Linked DNA regions of Arachis hypogaea: region 1 is linked to region 2. The links are chromatin contacts, called in public Hi-C maps. All regions are on one chromosome and are shown on one strand. The core of a region is the stretch at or near the end of the contact, and the rest is flanking DNA. Distances in the headings are between cores, read along the strand shown.

Region 1 (4,013 bases), core at 209-2,708, 35 kb after region 2:
TCAAATAATGTCATCAAATAATGCAATTCAAATAGTTTAGTACGGATAGAATACGGCTCTTAGAACACTATATAACACGAATACGTCTCATTAGTGTATCTCGATGAGTAATAGCTCAAATGACATAATCTCTTCATACTCAATTAAGAGGTTGTGGGTTCGAGTCTCATATCTTTGATAAAAAAAAATCATATACTAGTGTATACAAATATAATTAGTTTGGTTTGATTTGGATTTGTGTTTTTTTGTACATGGACTCAAACCAAACCAAACCAAACCAATTAAGAACGGATTAGTTCGATTTGGGTAATTAGATACTCGATGACTTTAAAATTCATAAAAAAAATCAAATTTTTATCTTAAAAATTCAACAAGTACAATAAATATGCAACATTAATAGAAATAATCTAAACATGTTAAACACCAAATACATTAACAAAGACTATCGATTTGATTCAGGTTGAATCCAATTACCCGTTGGTTATAGAACCAATTTAATTGGTTCGATTTAAATTCAGACAGATAATCAAATACCCGCTACCAGTACTCACCCCTAATCAAGCATACCACTCCTAAATTTCATTTTTGGTACTTCTCTACAGCTCTACTTGCGTATCATCTTATCTTTGGCAAAATTCTTCTATAAAAATATAAAAACAAAAGTTATTGAAAATAAAAGAGTAATACCCTAAATCAGTTGATAAAAAATAATCTAATCAAATATTTTAATTTTTACTAAATTTCATTACCAAATTATTTTTTTATTTATTTTGTCACACAAATTAACTATTATATCAAATTTTGATTAAAAATATTAAACGATTTAATCTCTATTATTATTATTATTTAACAAATACATTATGGTCTCTAAATTTTTTTAAAATATTTAGATCACTAAAATTAATTTTTCTAACAAACTAAATATTTGAAAACTGATTTACTAATTTCCTAAGTATCTATCAATAATTATTCAATAACGATAAAGTTTTCATATATAAAACTAAAGGGACCTATTTTCTTAGGTAAACGCTATAGGAAAGATTGCACTTTTCCAGTAATTTTTACTTTTCAACCTCTGTTCACTAAGAAATTGTCATTTTCTTTCAATGTAGCTTCGCATGTATTTTCGTTAGAAAATTGGGTGACATATGCGGATAATTTTTTAAAATATTCACTAAATTTTAGTGTATATTTAATTATTATATTTTACTATATTTTTAAAAATTCTGAGGACAAACAATTTACAGAAGACATATTATATTTTTAATATTTAAATATATAATATACAAAAAGTAAAAATAGTATTATTAACAAGTTCAATCCCTAAAAAAAACTTTTTCTTACAATCAAAAATAGTAAAAGAAAAATTTATGTTCTTTCTGTACAATTTTGATATGTACTGTAGAGTACATCTTTCTACAAAAAGTTACGGACATATGGTGGTTCAAAATTTACGGACATATGGAGGTTGTAAATTGGCGTAATAATTAATTGGCAGTATTATAATGGTTGAGATTTGAGAAGGGTGCAATTGACATGTGATGATATATATGTAGCAATAATTTGTATTGGGGAAATAAAGGAAGTGTGTCAGTGAGTCAGATTTTGCATGTGGGCATGATCCATTGCAAAATCGCACATGTTTGTCTTATCTGATCCTCTTCATAAGAATTCACCAACACTGAATCAATTCCATTGGATTGGTTTACGGCCATTAAAGTAAAGACAGCTCCAATGGCTGAACAATCAAGTTAAATATGCCGTATGTTAACTATTGGCATAACAGAACATATTCCAACTCTCAGGTTGTTCTCTAATCTCTGTTATCACCATGTCTCTACCTCTTAAGATAGCCAATGCGAATTTCTACACTTATAAGGTCGTCTCATATGAACCCCCCAATTCGGAATGGACTTCTAGGCTTTCCATAAATGAAGATATACCTCAAATAATGTGAGGCAATAATTTCTTTTGCCCTTTTCATTATGAGAGAATCATTCTATTTATTTATTTTTAAAAGATTCCAGTATTTTAAATATATTATAATAAAATTTATATATCTTTTTCATATGATATTAACTGCTTTTTATATCCTTGTTAAATATAAGATTATTTTGGATAATATATAATATTATGTGAATATTAAAAATTAATTATACATTTATATATATCGTTTTATATATTTTCTAAAAGACTTTTTTATAATAAAGCAATTAAATTTTACACAATAGAATAATAAACTATTTTATGAAAACAAAAATTTATCCAACACTATATTTTTTTTGTATTTTTATTCAAATCTAGTTTGATTATATTTATTTATAAAATTTACTTACAGGTATTGTTGAGTAAAGATTGATTTTGATAAATAAATGATGATGATAAATATTTATTGGGTTAAAATTTCAATTGTAGTTTAATGTGTATTTTAGTGATGTAGGTCTATTATTCTTTTCTCAGCCCAACAATGTTGCTTAAGTATTCCTTTAATGCTTCAATTCAATGCACAAGCCCAAAGTCTTTAAACAAGCACCGATCAGCAAAAAGGTGCAAAGGAAGAAGGCTCTGCATTTGCAAAGTGGTAAAGGGGCATTTGTCTTAATCATGGAAAAAGGAAGACAGCTGGAACAAAAGGAGATTAACGAAGCAACAAGATACAAGGATATTTAGCACTATTATGGGACAACTGTGGCTCTAGAAAGGCAACAAAAACATAAAGAAAATATCACTACTCCAAGGATAACTCAGAATCAAAATTCAGAAGATCATTAGCAAGTTTGGAAGAGTAAACAAAAATACAGAGTTATGCACATCAGTTAGAATGACTCAAAAATGGAAGTGCTATGCATGCCAAAGAAGACAGCAGATCCAAGTACAACAGAGTTGGTGGAGCAGTTCCTCCAACAAGTAGCATTAGTGTAGCAGAATGGAACAAGGACAACATGCCAATGGACACAGCTCCAACGGGTTGATGGTACAAGGAATTGGAAGAGGCAAATTGGAGAGCAAGCTGAAAATATAAAACAGACCTCACTTCAACATTTGAAATCAAGGAAAATAGAGTGATACAAGAGCATCATCTCAAAACACTTGAGCTGAAATCATTCTCCTTCAAATTGTGCTTCACTTTAGATTTTCTTTGCTATGGATATCTAATGTCATCTTTCTGTATTTGAGAAAAAGGCTTGAGAATGTGAGTTGAAAAAGCCATGAGAGAAGAGGCAAGAGAGATGCATGAAAAAGCCAAATGAATTCTTTCTATGTAATTTGGTTTCTGTGAACTAAGGTTTAGTTCCCCTTGCCAAGTTGGGATAGCACTTGGTGTTTCTGAATCTAGCTAGATTTCCCTTCCAAGTTGGGATAGCACTTGGATTGCTAGGCTTTGGGGTAAAAAGCTTAGTAGAAGATACTAAATGAATTGGGTTGTAATTCATTAGTATTGGTGTTTGTAATCTGTTTGATTATAGTGAAAATTCCACCATGGTTGTGGTGGAGACTGGATGTAGATTTCATGGCACTTAGAAACTGAACCAGGATACATGCTGGCCTCTATCTCTTCTTTCCTTCTCCGTTTTATTTCTGAGTATGTGACAAAACAAAAAAATCTCCTGCATATTTAGCTTCCGCGAAAACAGAGCTTGAAAAGTTAATTTTGAGGCAACTTGATTCATTCCCCCCTTCTCAAGTTCAAGCAGTTCCATCAATTGGTATCAAGAGTAAGGTCTCAAGGAGTCAAGCTTTACAGCTTGGAGTAAAGATTAATGTTCTGAAAATTGGTTCGGACTGGTAGGTCGAACCGGTTGAACCGTGAATCGCTGCAAAAAACGACTCGGACAAATGCTAAAACTGCCAATTTTAAAAATCGTAATTGAACCATCGAACTGGCCGGGAACCGGTAGGTCGAACCGAACCGTGATCCAGCCAGTTTTTTGAATAAGGGAAAAACAAAGAACGCGTTGCTCTGTGCTGTGCCCCTCCCCTTTTCGTTCCTAACTTTCCTTCCTTCATTCTCC
Region 2 (4,090 bases), core at 1,088-3,587:
CAATACATTCTTTTGCTACAGGAACTGAACAAGGAGGGCAGTCTCCAAAGTGGCAACTGTGCAAGGCTATATGGCCACAAGGCTGAGGAACTGAACATGGAAGCTGGCATGAAGGAGGTGGCGTACCACAAGGGAGTGGAGGAGGGATTGAAGTCCTACCACAAGCACATGTCAGATCTGTAAAGATGGTTTCAAGACAAGGTGGGCAATGGCCACTGTGACATAGTGATTCACAAGCATGCTGGCCACATCTTAACTTCTTTTCACATGGCATCGAACAGAAGTGTGGATCCCATTCACTACTTAAATTGTTATTGGGATTAGAAAGTAGACAACACCGTTCACTACACCGATGTCTTCCACAATTCTTTTTTCTTCCACAAGGCTTTTCACAAGTAAACTTCTCATTCTCCGCTGTTGTCTTATAGCATTCCACGATGCGGGATGTTGAACCACAACGGCACTTCTGGGACACAAGAACCAAGCATGGAGGACAATCCCCAACATGACACACCTCTTTACAATGATGTGTGCCACAAGGAAGTGATTTGGCACAAACTTGCGAGCAGGTAGGTATTGGGTCCAAACAACTTTTGCGTTCCTCATCCAATTTTGTTTTCCCACAACAGCATGTGTTAACACGCCTTGGTAACAAATCACACTCCCCGCAACTTCCTGGATGACAAATCTCATTGCACATGTGATTACCACAACTAAGTTTCCTTCCACAATTGGAACCACAGGTAAAAACTCCAGCTTCTGCTGTGAATTCACCCTTCATAGTCATGTCCCCACATGGAAGAACCTCTACCTTCTTACTACAAAAGCAAGAGGCATTGATCAAAACCTGACATGGGTCACAAGCTCCGACATGACAAATGCGTTCACATCGGTGACGCCCACACTCGAGAAGCTTCTCACACCGCTGGCCACATGTAAGAACAGATTGCCTATCAAAACAACGGGTGGTAATTGTCTTCTTCCCACATGGACATAAGCGCGGAGGGGCAAATGCTTTACACGGAGGACAAGGACCAGGATGGCATTGCAAGACACAAACATGAGGGCAAAGATCTTCCTTACTCCCACCATTAGAGAACACCTCCTTCTCAAGAGGCTTCCCACATGGTTCTCCACACGAATGTGGCGTCAAATACAAATCAGATGGAGGGTCCACCCTTTTCCCACAAAAGCAAACATACCGAATCTCCTTTGACGAAGTAAGCTGCACCGATTGACAACCAGGACACCGCCAATTAAAGCCCTGATTCTTCTCAGCTGACAAATCAATCGACGTAGGCGCACGAGCCCACTTCTTGATGCAGTTGAGGTGAAAGATAGAGTAGCAGCTCGAACAAGACCAAACAAGTGCAGACCTCCGTACCATTTCATAACAAATCATGCATTCCACAGTCCCTTTCATGAGCTTCTCCTGAATCTCCTGCACCAACTGAGGCAAACTAGAGTCCCTCATCTTCAACCCCTTCCCAGCCTGATTCCCACTACTCCTCCCTTTCTCCACTTCCCTCCTCTGATTCACAGCCCCGTGATTGCTTCTATTATGGCGAACCACTGCAGGTGGGGCAGTGGAAACAGGGGCGGTGGCAGCAGCAACAGGAACAGCATCAGCACCATTACTGGAACTACCAGCAGAATCAGCATTTTGATCAGATTGCAAATTTGATGGTTGAACAGCAGTAGTGGTAGATGATCCTCTGGGAACCCATTCTTGACGTGGACCACCTTGCGGCGGAACTCTGGACCTACTCCTCCGGTCTCTCTGAGCTTGAACGCTCATTTCTTCACAATAATTCCTTCCACCCCTAACACTGAAATCACAAACTATCTCAATCCAATCTATTCTATACATTTCACAAATCAAATCAACCAAATGATAGACAAATAGATTCAACCCTCAACCAATAATCCCACTACTTCCCCAACTAATACATCACATAATTATCATTATCATCAAATAAAAAATCAAGCCCCAACCAGAAAATGAAAAAAATCATCAAGAATTGAAGATTAAAAATTCAAAACCTAAGAAACTAACAGAAACCATAAAAACGGGAACAATAAGAAAGTGATGGCAACAAAATGAATCACGAGGATACCTGGCGATGGAGGGAGAAGAGGGAGGATGAAACGACGATGTGGTGTGTGTCGTTTTGGTGTGCCTGTATGTGTGGATTTTGTGCAAGGAAGAGTGTTTTCCTTCCCTTCACTCTGGTGTGCGTTTGTTTGTTTATATAGTCAGTGTTTTTCGGAGTCGGTTGGATGAGAAATGAAGGTTTTCAACGTTTTTCGGCTCCTCATGTGAGGTCAGGACTTTAATACTTGGACCTCAAGAAAAGTCAAATCTCAGAACTTTCCGTGAAAGTGTAATAAAACATAGTAGGCCCTGTTATAATAATTCAACTCCCTATTGTTACTTTCCGATGAATAACCATTGGGCTCAGAATTTGGGCCTCATAAAGAAAAGCATTGACAATAAATATATCATAGTTTTGAATACCAAAAACTAGATGTCATTGTTTTTTTAAAACTTAAACCAGCATGGATTTAGTCAAACTACTACATCACTCGATGGATCAGTAGTTCAATCCTTGACCACGAATTAAATTGTTTAATCCAATAATAATTGAATAAATATATAAAATTCTAACAAATTATAATTTAAATAATAGAATAAAAAATATAATATTATTATTAAAATATGAAAGTAATAGTTGACAACATTGAAATTTATAAAGAATGTATCAATTATAATTTAATTAAAGATTTTTAATAATATATTTTTGCAATTATGAAAAGTTTAATTCTTGTCTGAAAAGTGGAGTGTAGAGATATCACCTATGAAACGAATTGTTTAGATGCATATATTTTTATTAATGAGAAAAACTCCGATGCTCGAAGCATAGATCATGAGTTGGTGTCTAAAATTCTGGAAGTCTTAAGTTGGAGATGGAAAACTAAAGTGAAATTGATTCAAAGGACTGCTAATTGTGTTGCTGATGCTCTAGCCAAGTTTGCTGAAGCTAAATTAGCTAATAATGTTGCACAATTGGAATAGAATGAGCCTTGGGGGGATTTTTTTTATTTTTTTATTTTTGGACATAACCTTGGAAAGATTTAACGGCGCAGTTGCAGGGGGACTTGCTCCTGTGTCTTGGACTTTCTTTGCCTAGTTTTTTCTTGTTTGTTTTGTTTTTCTCTTTCTTTCTTTGATCTCTTCGGCATCAAAAAAATTGTTAACAGTTAATACAACAAGAACATTTTTTGTCTAATGGCAAAAGTGATGGACTTAATGCCTTGGATCTTGAAAATTGGAATCCCATCTATTGTATTTTTGGGTGCAAGTTAAGCGTTAGTTATGTTTTTAAACTGTAAATGTTTTTCCTGACCAAAAAATGATTTATTAAATACATTCTTTGAGTATACTGTATACGGAGAATTCTATTTTATTAGTTTTGTGTGTGTGACTCAAAAAACTTGTTTAACAACTCCGTTCTTTGACTTTATTACAAAAGAAGTGCATATATATTTGAGTTGTTCCTAAAACCAAAGTCACAAAAGAAAATCCATTTTTTTTTATTATTTGTGTTAAAAACTATTTATGTTAAGAAAATATAAATACAAATTTGACGAATTTTGGATGTGTACCAAAATTGTTTTATGTGTTATCTTATTATTTAGATGTATTACAAAATTATTTATGTAAAAAAAATATAAACACATATTTAAACGAATTTTAGATGTGTACTAAAGTATTTTGTGTATTGTCTTATTATTTTATGTGTTATGAACATATGTAAAATAATAAATGATGGTTACCAGTGGCTAAGAGAAGGGGGTTGAATCTTTGCCTTTTTTTTTGCTAAATATAACTTTTGCTTTTTTAAAGAAACTTAGAAGATATTTTTACTTTTTGTCTCGTAACGAGTTGAGAGACATTTTTATTTTATCTTCTGAGTAACAGTAACAGAGACAGAAGTGAAGTAGAGAAGAAGGAGTAACACACAGATGTATCCTGGTTCAGCTAATTAGTGTAATGTAGCCTACATCCAGTCTCCATCACAATAGTAAT

What was found. Hi-C and Micro-C count contacts between places; a contact is called where the count stands out from the background.
Region 1: a Hi-C map of an unstated tissue shows a contact between it and region 2, with 3 times the contacts expected there. The contact joins the enhancer-like site here to the promoter of LOC112750898 in region 2. A contact is called at or near these places in 2 of 8 Hi-C or Micro-C datasets (leaf and an unstated tissue).

The regions. Positions count from the first base shown.
Region 1 is chr15:139,740,118-139,744,130 of arahy.Tifrunner.gnm2.J5K5, forward strand. No RefSeq gene overlaps it. Among protein-coding and RNA genes, the nearest start is that of LOC112750899, 7.5 kb to the left of the region's middle. Within about 2 kb of position 1,459, at least 1 of the 3 cell types and tissues checked has open chromatin away from gene starts, as enhancers often do.
Region 2 is chr15:139,704,009-139,708,098 of arahy.Tifrunner.gnm2.J5K5, forward strand. LOC112750898 (NF-X1-type zinc finger protein NFXL1) reads right to left here and starts at 2,338. Exons shown (of 2, transcript XM_025799816.2): 1 at 2,118-2,338; 2 at 1-1,829. The coding sequence starts at 1,798.